2 separate regions of the Gossypium arboreum genome follow, and region 2 is linked to region 1. A link is a contact called in public Hi-C data. All regions are on one chromosome and are shown on one strand. The core of a region is the stretch at or near the end of the contact, and the rest is flanking DNA. Distances in the headings are between cores, read along the strand shown. Region 1 holds the start of LOC108479428. Region 2 holds the start of LOC108479814 (small GTPase LIP1).

Evidence for each region. A called contact is a pair of places that touch in the nucleus more often than the background predicts.
Region 2: a Hi-C map of leaf shows a contact between it and region 1, with 4 times the contacts expected there. The contact joins the promoter of LOC108479814 here to the promoter of LOC108479428 in region 1. A contact is called at or near these places in 2 of 5 Hi-C or Micro-C datasets (both in leaf).

The regions. Positions count from the first base shown.
Region 1 is chr11:67,223,682-67,227,369 of ASM2569848v2, forward strand. It overlaps LOC108479428, which reads right to left and starts at 2,301. Exons shown (of 7, transcript XM_017782010.2): 1 at 1,810-2,301; 2 at 1,280-1,365. The coding sequence starts at 1,933.
Region 2 is chr11:67,836,578-67,840,748 of ASM2569848v2, forward strand. LOC108479814 (small GTPase LIP1) reads left to right here and starts at 1,917. Exons shown (of 7, transcript XM_053022027.1): 1 at 1,917-2,322; 2 at 2,460-2,573; 3 at 3,578-3,669; 4 at 3,755-3,896. The coding sequence starts at 2,483.

The DNA.
Region 1 (3,688 bases), core at 1,051-3,550:
AAGCAAGCGCCTAATCAAATGCACCTTGTCCAAAAATATCCAAAGCACTTAATCAACTTTGTCCTATCTACTAATAGGTAAAGGTAGCCTTCAAGAAGGTAACATAGGTTAATTCTTGTTTAAGTTTTATTGATTGTTGTAAATGTTGTATAAATGTACAAACAATTTACCTATAAACTTTTCCTCTGATCTTTTCCAAGGGATTATCCAAGAACAACTGTAATAGACCGAACCATATTCAACAACTACTATGCTATTTATAAAGCAATTAGTGTCTCAGAAAATGTAATATAGCTGCATTTCTCAAAATTCTATTAAATTTTAGTATAACGTCCTTGGTTTTTGAGTTGATTATTCAATGTTTGGAGTTACATGTTATGCTTGAGGTTATTTCAATTTTCAAGCAATACAGCATGACGTTCTCCAAATTCCTGTTAGGGACACTTTAAGATGGACTATATTGGAAGCTATCAAAGTAACCTGAAATCATTATGCCTTTGTCTTTGTCTTTGATCAAGGCAAATTGGTAACCGGTATCAAATTGCTAGTAGGTTAAACTTTACACAATAGACAAACACTTAATACTTTATGCCTTTGTCCTTGATCAGGATCAAGATCAAGATCAACTGCATTTGTTAGATTGGGCTGGGAGTAACTGCTATTCGGTCTGCAACCACAATCCTCATTAATATAATGAATTTTTATATAGAATGAAGCTGATATCTGACCACATTACACAAATAGATTTAACATGAATTGGAATTTGTTCCCAACTTTTTATCTTTGTGATTTCATTATTGATCCAATTGTCAGCACACAAGATCTGCAATGCTTGTGCCATGAAAGAGTTATTTTAATTATCACAATGGAGGGGAAAAGACTAGGAGAAGGCTCCCCTTAAGTTAAATTCACTAAACTTGTTGAAATTTTTTTTTGGGGGGGGGGGGGGGATATAAAGTAAACGCAATTTTTGTTTCCATTACTGAACAAAGGACTAATGTTGCAGGTATATATCTTTTTTTATGTTGTATGATTGTCTAACTTTTTACTCCATTATAAGAAACAGGCAGAAAAAAGAAATTGAATCTAGATTATCAGAACAATTGCCATCCAGAAACTAACACAGCAACACTAGCATTGAAATTTAGTTCAAGCAATGAAATAACAGCTGTAAAGAAACGCACTCCTACAGACGCCAGTGAAACCATAGTACAAGTAAAGTATAAAGCACTCCAATTTCACTGTTCAAAAATGAAGAAAAGGGTATCAGTGTTTATACCTTTACAGCTCGCCAATGATCTAAACATTCCCGATGTACATATTTTGATGTTCCTTTGCACTTGCAAGGAGCAATAAAATCTCTACCTGAGGAAAACAATTGCACATTGAACTAGTTATTAGCACAAGTTCCTTCAAACAACACCCTTAGCAACAAAAATTAAGTTTTCTTTTTTTAATAATTATTAAACATTACTGTGTAGGATGACCAAAAAAAATTACTGCGAAGGAATTATTTAAAATAAAAAAAGGGAATTGAAAATAATTAAATTGCTATTTTTATCTTCTGTAAATTCGTTTAATAATCCAATCAGTTCGGTCGCCAAACGAAAAAATTGAACCCGTTATACTAGAGTGATGTACGTAGTTGAATTTTGAAGGCAAAAAAAGAGCAGAATTTTTTCGAGAGGAAGGCTTAAAATAAGCAAAGTGATCGTGATTCATAGCACAATCGATGAAACCAATTTTTTAAAATTTCTTTAAAAAAAGGAAGTTAAATTTGAGGAAATAGGGTTTAAAAGTAGAACATACCGTCGGTTTCGAGGCAAATTCGACACTGAATTTGATCGGCTGGACCGGCCTCGAGGTCGATCTCGCTGGGCTCGGTGATCGGTGGGGGAGCCATGAGAGGCAATTCCTCCGATTGATCGCTCATTGTCGATTAACAAATAAACAGAGGAAATAGCCGTTTTCGATAATAATAATTAATTAAGACGGAGTCTTAACACCTAGAAATTTATAGAGAGAAAAAGGAGCAATCTCGAATTTCTCTCCTCTGATTCTTGAAGCTGATACTGATGTCTTTTTTATGGTTCTTCCAGCGGAATTTCAACATCAGTAATTCAGTATGTATATTTTTTCTATTATTTTACATATGGATTCTTTTCTTTTCTTAATTTTGCAAGAAAACAGAAAGAAAACAAAGAAAAGAATTTAGAGATTTTGGATTTTCTTTTTTTGAGTTTTCCGGTAATAACCTTGACTTGCAAAACAATTTCTATCTTGTTTAAGGCTATACTACACAGTGGTGATATAATTTCCATAAATTTTCATTTTAGACATTAAAAATAAAACAAATCACAAATCAGACACTGTGGCTTACAATTATTTTATCTCAATCGCTAACTTTAAAAATTTTTACTTTGATTACTCGCTATTAATTCAATATTATTTTATGTCACTTAACTTTAAAAAATTTCATTTTTCCATCATTTTATCAATTTTAAAAATAATTTATTTTTCTTTTCTTATAATTAATTTTAGTTTTTAAGTAAAAGGAAAAACATGAGGGTTTATAGAGAGTTACTTAGGTTTTTAGTGGAAAATTTTGGATTTTTACAAAAAAATCATTTTCCTTTTTAGAATTAATTTTAATTTTTATGATAAAATGGAAAATTTGGGATTCTAAAAAAGAAAATTACTTGGGATTTTAAAATTATATTTTCAAGATTTTAAATTTAAAACCTTATTTGTTCGCAAACATTTTTAAACAAAATAAACATCCATGTAAAATTTTTTAAAAACTTGAAATTTTGTTTTAAAATTTCTTGTAATTTTCCATTAACTCTAATAGTCTAATAAGAAAAATATATGGTTAATATATTAGTTGCACCTAAAGTTACACTCACTTATTATTTTGATTTTTTAAAAAAATTGTATCAATTTAATACTTTAGTTTTAGTCCGTTACTAGTTTATCTCAATCGGACATTAAAAAGAGGTGACATGGCACGTTCAGTGTGCACCACATCACACAACTTTATTTTCTAAAATAAATTAAAAAAGAAAAGAAGATCAAAAAATCTCAAATTTTAAAATAATTAGAAAAAAATTAAAATTATATAAAACTCCTAGAAATTAAAAATATTTATTTTTATTTTTACAAATACATAAAACACAAAGAAGAGAGAAAATATAAAAAAAATAAACATATTCAGAAAAATCTCATATTTTTTAACAAATCAGACAAATATATGAAAAGTTATATAAAATTTCTAAAATTTAAAAATATATATTTTACATTTTAAAAATACATAAAAAATTTTAAAAAGCGAAATTACAAAAGTTATCAAAAATTCAAAAAATCTCAACCTTTTTTAAATCAGAAATAAAATATGGAAAGCTTTAAAATATGTGAATGAAAATCTAAAGCCATATTTTTACTGATTTTATAAAATAAAATAAAAGAATTACGCTTCTTGTATTTTCACACTTTTTTAACCTCGTGTATTTTTGAACAAAAATTATTTTTGTTATTTCTGGAGATTTTATACAACTTTCTATATATTTTTCGGATTTGTTAAAAAAATTAGATTTTTTGAATATGTTGACAATTTTGTACTTTATCTCTTTTTGTGTTTTATGTATTTTAAAATAATAAATAAGTTTTAAGTTTTGGGGTTTTATATAAT
Region 2 (4,171 bases), core at 667-3,166, 610 kb after region 1:
GAAGCATTTTTGTAAAATCGATCTAGTCTTATGATTTATTGAAAAAAATGACCTAATCTAGTAATTTTTAAAATTTTCGATATTTTTAAGTTATTTACTCGATGAACTACCCGCAAAAATTGTAAAAATTATATTTTTGTCACTCTAAAAGTTGTAAGGTAAATAAAATGAAAAATTTATAATTCCCCCTAAAAATAAACGGAGAATATTGGCTTCAGTGCTTCACCACTAAGTTGGGATGGAGCAACAAATCAACAAAAGAAAATTAGTAAAATTATATTTTAGTCAATCTAAAAGTGGTAAAGTTGTAAGCTAATCAAAAGATAATTTTACATTTTTTTCATTTTGATCCCCGAAATTTATAATTTAGTCTTGATTCCCTCAAAATAAAATTTTATCGGGTACCTTGAGAAAGCATTAAGCGATTCCATGGAAAAGGGAAGTGTGAAAATATATAAAATATCAAAAATTTTAAATATATTTTTATAATTTTTGAATCCTTTATTTTTTTATAAATTTTAATAATTTTGGAAAATTATTTTATTTCTAATTTATATTTTTAAATTTTAGAACTAAGAATAAATTGAAAGAATATATAAATATTGATGTTAAATTTATTTTCTTTTTACTTAAATCAAGATTTAATTAATAAAAAATAAATATTAAAGACTAAATTTATTATTATATCAAGTTCCATCACTGTTCCATTTTGTGATCAAAAGCACTTTAAAGATAAGGTGATTATCATGCGAAAGTGACTTAACGGGTGCAACTAAATTAACAACAAAAAAAAATTATCAAAACAAAAATGCATTAAAACTTGGGTAACTATATGAGTAATTTACATAAAGTTTACCTAAAAGAAAAGGGCTTAATGCACACTTTAGTCCTTAAAGTATACTGTTTTCTCCACTCTGGTCCTTAAAGTTTTTTTAGCCTACTTCAGTCCTTAACATTATCAGATGTTCCCAGTTTAGTCCCTAATGTTATCATACATTCCCGATTCGGTCCTTTGGATGTTAAAAAAAATTGGGCAACCAATCATATGTTGCCACATGTCATACAATGATGTCATCATTCGAGAAAAACCTTAAAAAATATTTAAAATTGCAAAAATCATTTTAAAATTAAAAATTACAAAAATATTAAGAAATAATATTTTTAGAAAATTAAAAACAATTGTAAAAATACTAAAACACTAAAAATATTAGAAACTTTAGTATTTTTAAAATTTTATAAATCACATTTATTAGAACTTGAATATGAGATCCTTGTCTCTTAGAAGGATATCACCTATAATAGTTATTTTACAATTTAATCAATCGATTTTATAATTGGTAGATATTTTAGGAGATAAATTTAGATAAATTTTTAATTATTTAAATAATAAAAATAATGTTATTTAAATTAAATAATCATTTAAATCATAAATAATATTATTTTATTATTTAAATTATTTTAAAAATTATCTAAGATTTATCACTTAAAATTTTAAAATATTAAAAATATTAAAATTTCTAAATTTAAAAAAACTTAGTAATTTATATATATTTTATTATTCAATTTTATAATTTTTATTTTTAAATAATTTTAATGATTTTTAATTTTTTAAAATATTTTTGTATTTTTAAATAATTTTCCATTTTTAAAGAATTTTTATAGTTTTTTCAATGATACGACACGATAATATCATTATGTGACATATGACAGTATATGATAGACTAAACATCCCAGCTGTTAGTTTTTAATGTTTAAATGATTAAATTGAGAATGTTTGATAATATTAAAAATTGAGGAGGGTTAAAAGAAAAACTTCAAGGACTAAAGTGAGAAAAGCGATATTATTGAGGAATTAAAGTGTACATTAAGCCAAAGAAAAATAAAAAGAAATTGAGATATCTTAAAAATTTGACGCGCATTCTAGCGCGTGTCTGATACATTCCTACTTCAAGCTTCTCTGTTTAATCAGTCGGTATCAACACATGAAAAAGAACCATACTCGATCCATCTTGAAAACCAAATTCTGGATCTGTGCTTAGCTTTCTTTCTTTATCTCTTTAATTTTTTCAATTTTCCTAATCTTCGTATGTACTCCACTTAAGACGTTGAACATTTTATTTCTGGAAAAATATAGTTTTAAACCCAAGTTTAATCGATTGACAAATTTAAAGACAACACCACTTCTTGCATTCCAATTGTAAAGATACCCATTGGCTTGTTAGATCCAATTTAGTTCAGAAATGATGGGTTTTTGGATCGTGGATTTGGGTGTAGATCTTGGGTGGATTTTGGTGTGAGATGGATATTGGTTTGAAATTTTGGGTACCCATTTCAAGAAATAATTACTGTGCTTTAAATTTGCGCCTGTTTGATGGGATTTGATTAGTATTGCAATTGCCTTAGAGTTCAGTTGGGTCATTTTTTGGACTAGATTTTTCTTGTTTTTTGTGTGCCAGAAGAAAGGAGAAAACAAGAAGGAAACATGTTTTGGAGGGAACGTGAGATGGAGAACAAAGAGCTTAATGGAGGACCTCCTTGTGGGCAGATTAGAGTTCTTGTCGTTGGTGATTCCGGTATCGAATTTTACTTTCTTTTCTTTCTTTCTTTTTTAGTCACAGAATCTTATGTTTTCATGTATTGTTTATGTATTTGCAAAATTTTCTGCTATTTTCTTTATGCATTTCTGTATGGAGTAACTGTTCAGGGTTTTAACGAGCTTGTATGCTTTAAAAGTATTATAATTGTAACTATACGAGAAGGAACATGCTTGATAGAGATATCTTGGTGTAGAAAAAACCATTGTTTAGCTATTGCTGATTTTGGATTGGCTAAACTTATGAATGTCAGCTTTTAGCCTCCCGAAGTGCAACTCTTGGAAAAAAGGACGTTTAATTTACCTGCCAAAATGTAAGGATAAGAGCATTTAAAGTAACAAATGATTTTATTTGCAAATCCAAATTTTGAGAGCTTGATCAGTGTGAAATAATAGACGAAGTTTATGGTGTGAAATAATTGCCTATCTCAGCTTTTGCTTGAGGAGATGTAGTGTGTTATATGCATGTATAATAAACGAATTTGGAGGCCATTGGAAAAAGGAATGGGATGGTGTATTAAGACTTGAAATAAAGGGAGAGAAGGTAGAATTCTTAGAGCTAACTTGGTAAGTTGAAGTTTTTCTCTTGGTATAAGAGGGAGCACTGTGGTTTGAACCTATATCCATTTTCATACCTATCCTTCCCTTAATGCTTGAGTTACACTTCAAGTTTGTTTGAAGGAAAATATGCATGGCCTTGGTGGAAGTACTTCAGTAATTTGTCATTGACACTTCTAATACTTTCTGTGTCATCAAACAGATCTTTGCAACAGATTTACTGTTTCATATTACTATTTACATTGATTTGTTTTTACTTCCTTGGTATTCCTGACACTATGTTAGGCTGTTATTAGGAAGTAAGGAGACTCTTGATCTACTGTTCTGTTTTATTTAGTTTCATGCTTAGATTAAATATAAAGATGTTTGTTTCCAGTTTTTTGTTAAATGCCGAACTTCAGATTGAAATCTTAGTCTTTTTGGCAGGTGTGGGGAAAACTTCTCTTGTTCATCTGATTGTTAAAGGTTCATCCACTGCTCACCCTCATCAAACTATTGGATGTACAGTTGGTGTGAAGGTAAGACTTAGTATTCCTTTATTGCTTTAAATAGAGCCAATTGTTTTAGTTCATTCACCAAGTAGCCACTAAAATCTCTACGCAGCATACAACATATGGTTGTCCTGGTAGCTCTTCAAGTAGCTTAAAAGGGGATGCTGAGAGAGTTTTCTTCATTGAACTCTGGGATGTGTCAGGACATGAGAGATATAAAGGTTGCAGATCTCTATTTTATTCACAACTTAATGGTGAGCATTTAATCTCTTTACTTGAGAAAATGTCTAAGTTCTTGATAATTGTTATAAAAAAATTTTCTGATTCTTAGCACGTAAGACTGGAAATCCAGTCTTTCTTGTGCATTTTTCTAAGTATTGGTTGGTTTACACTGTGTATGTTCTATTGGTTGGCTTACACTGACCTCAGACCATGGCTGTTTCTTGGTAGATAGTTTGATCAGTGCCCTGGTAGAGTTACATGTATGCATGAATTGATGGCTACTGTCATCAGTTGCTCTATATCAGCT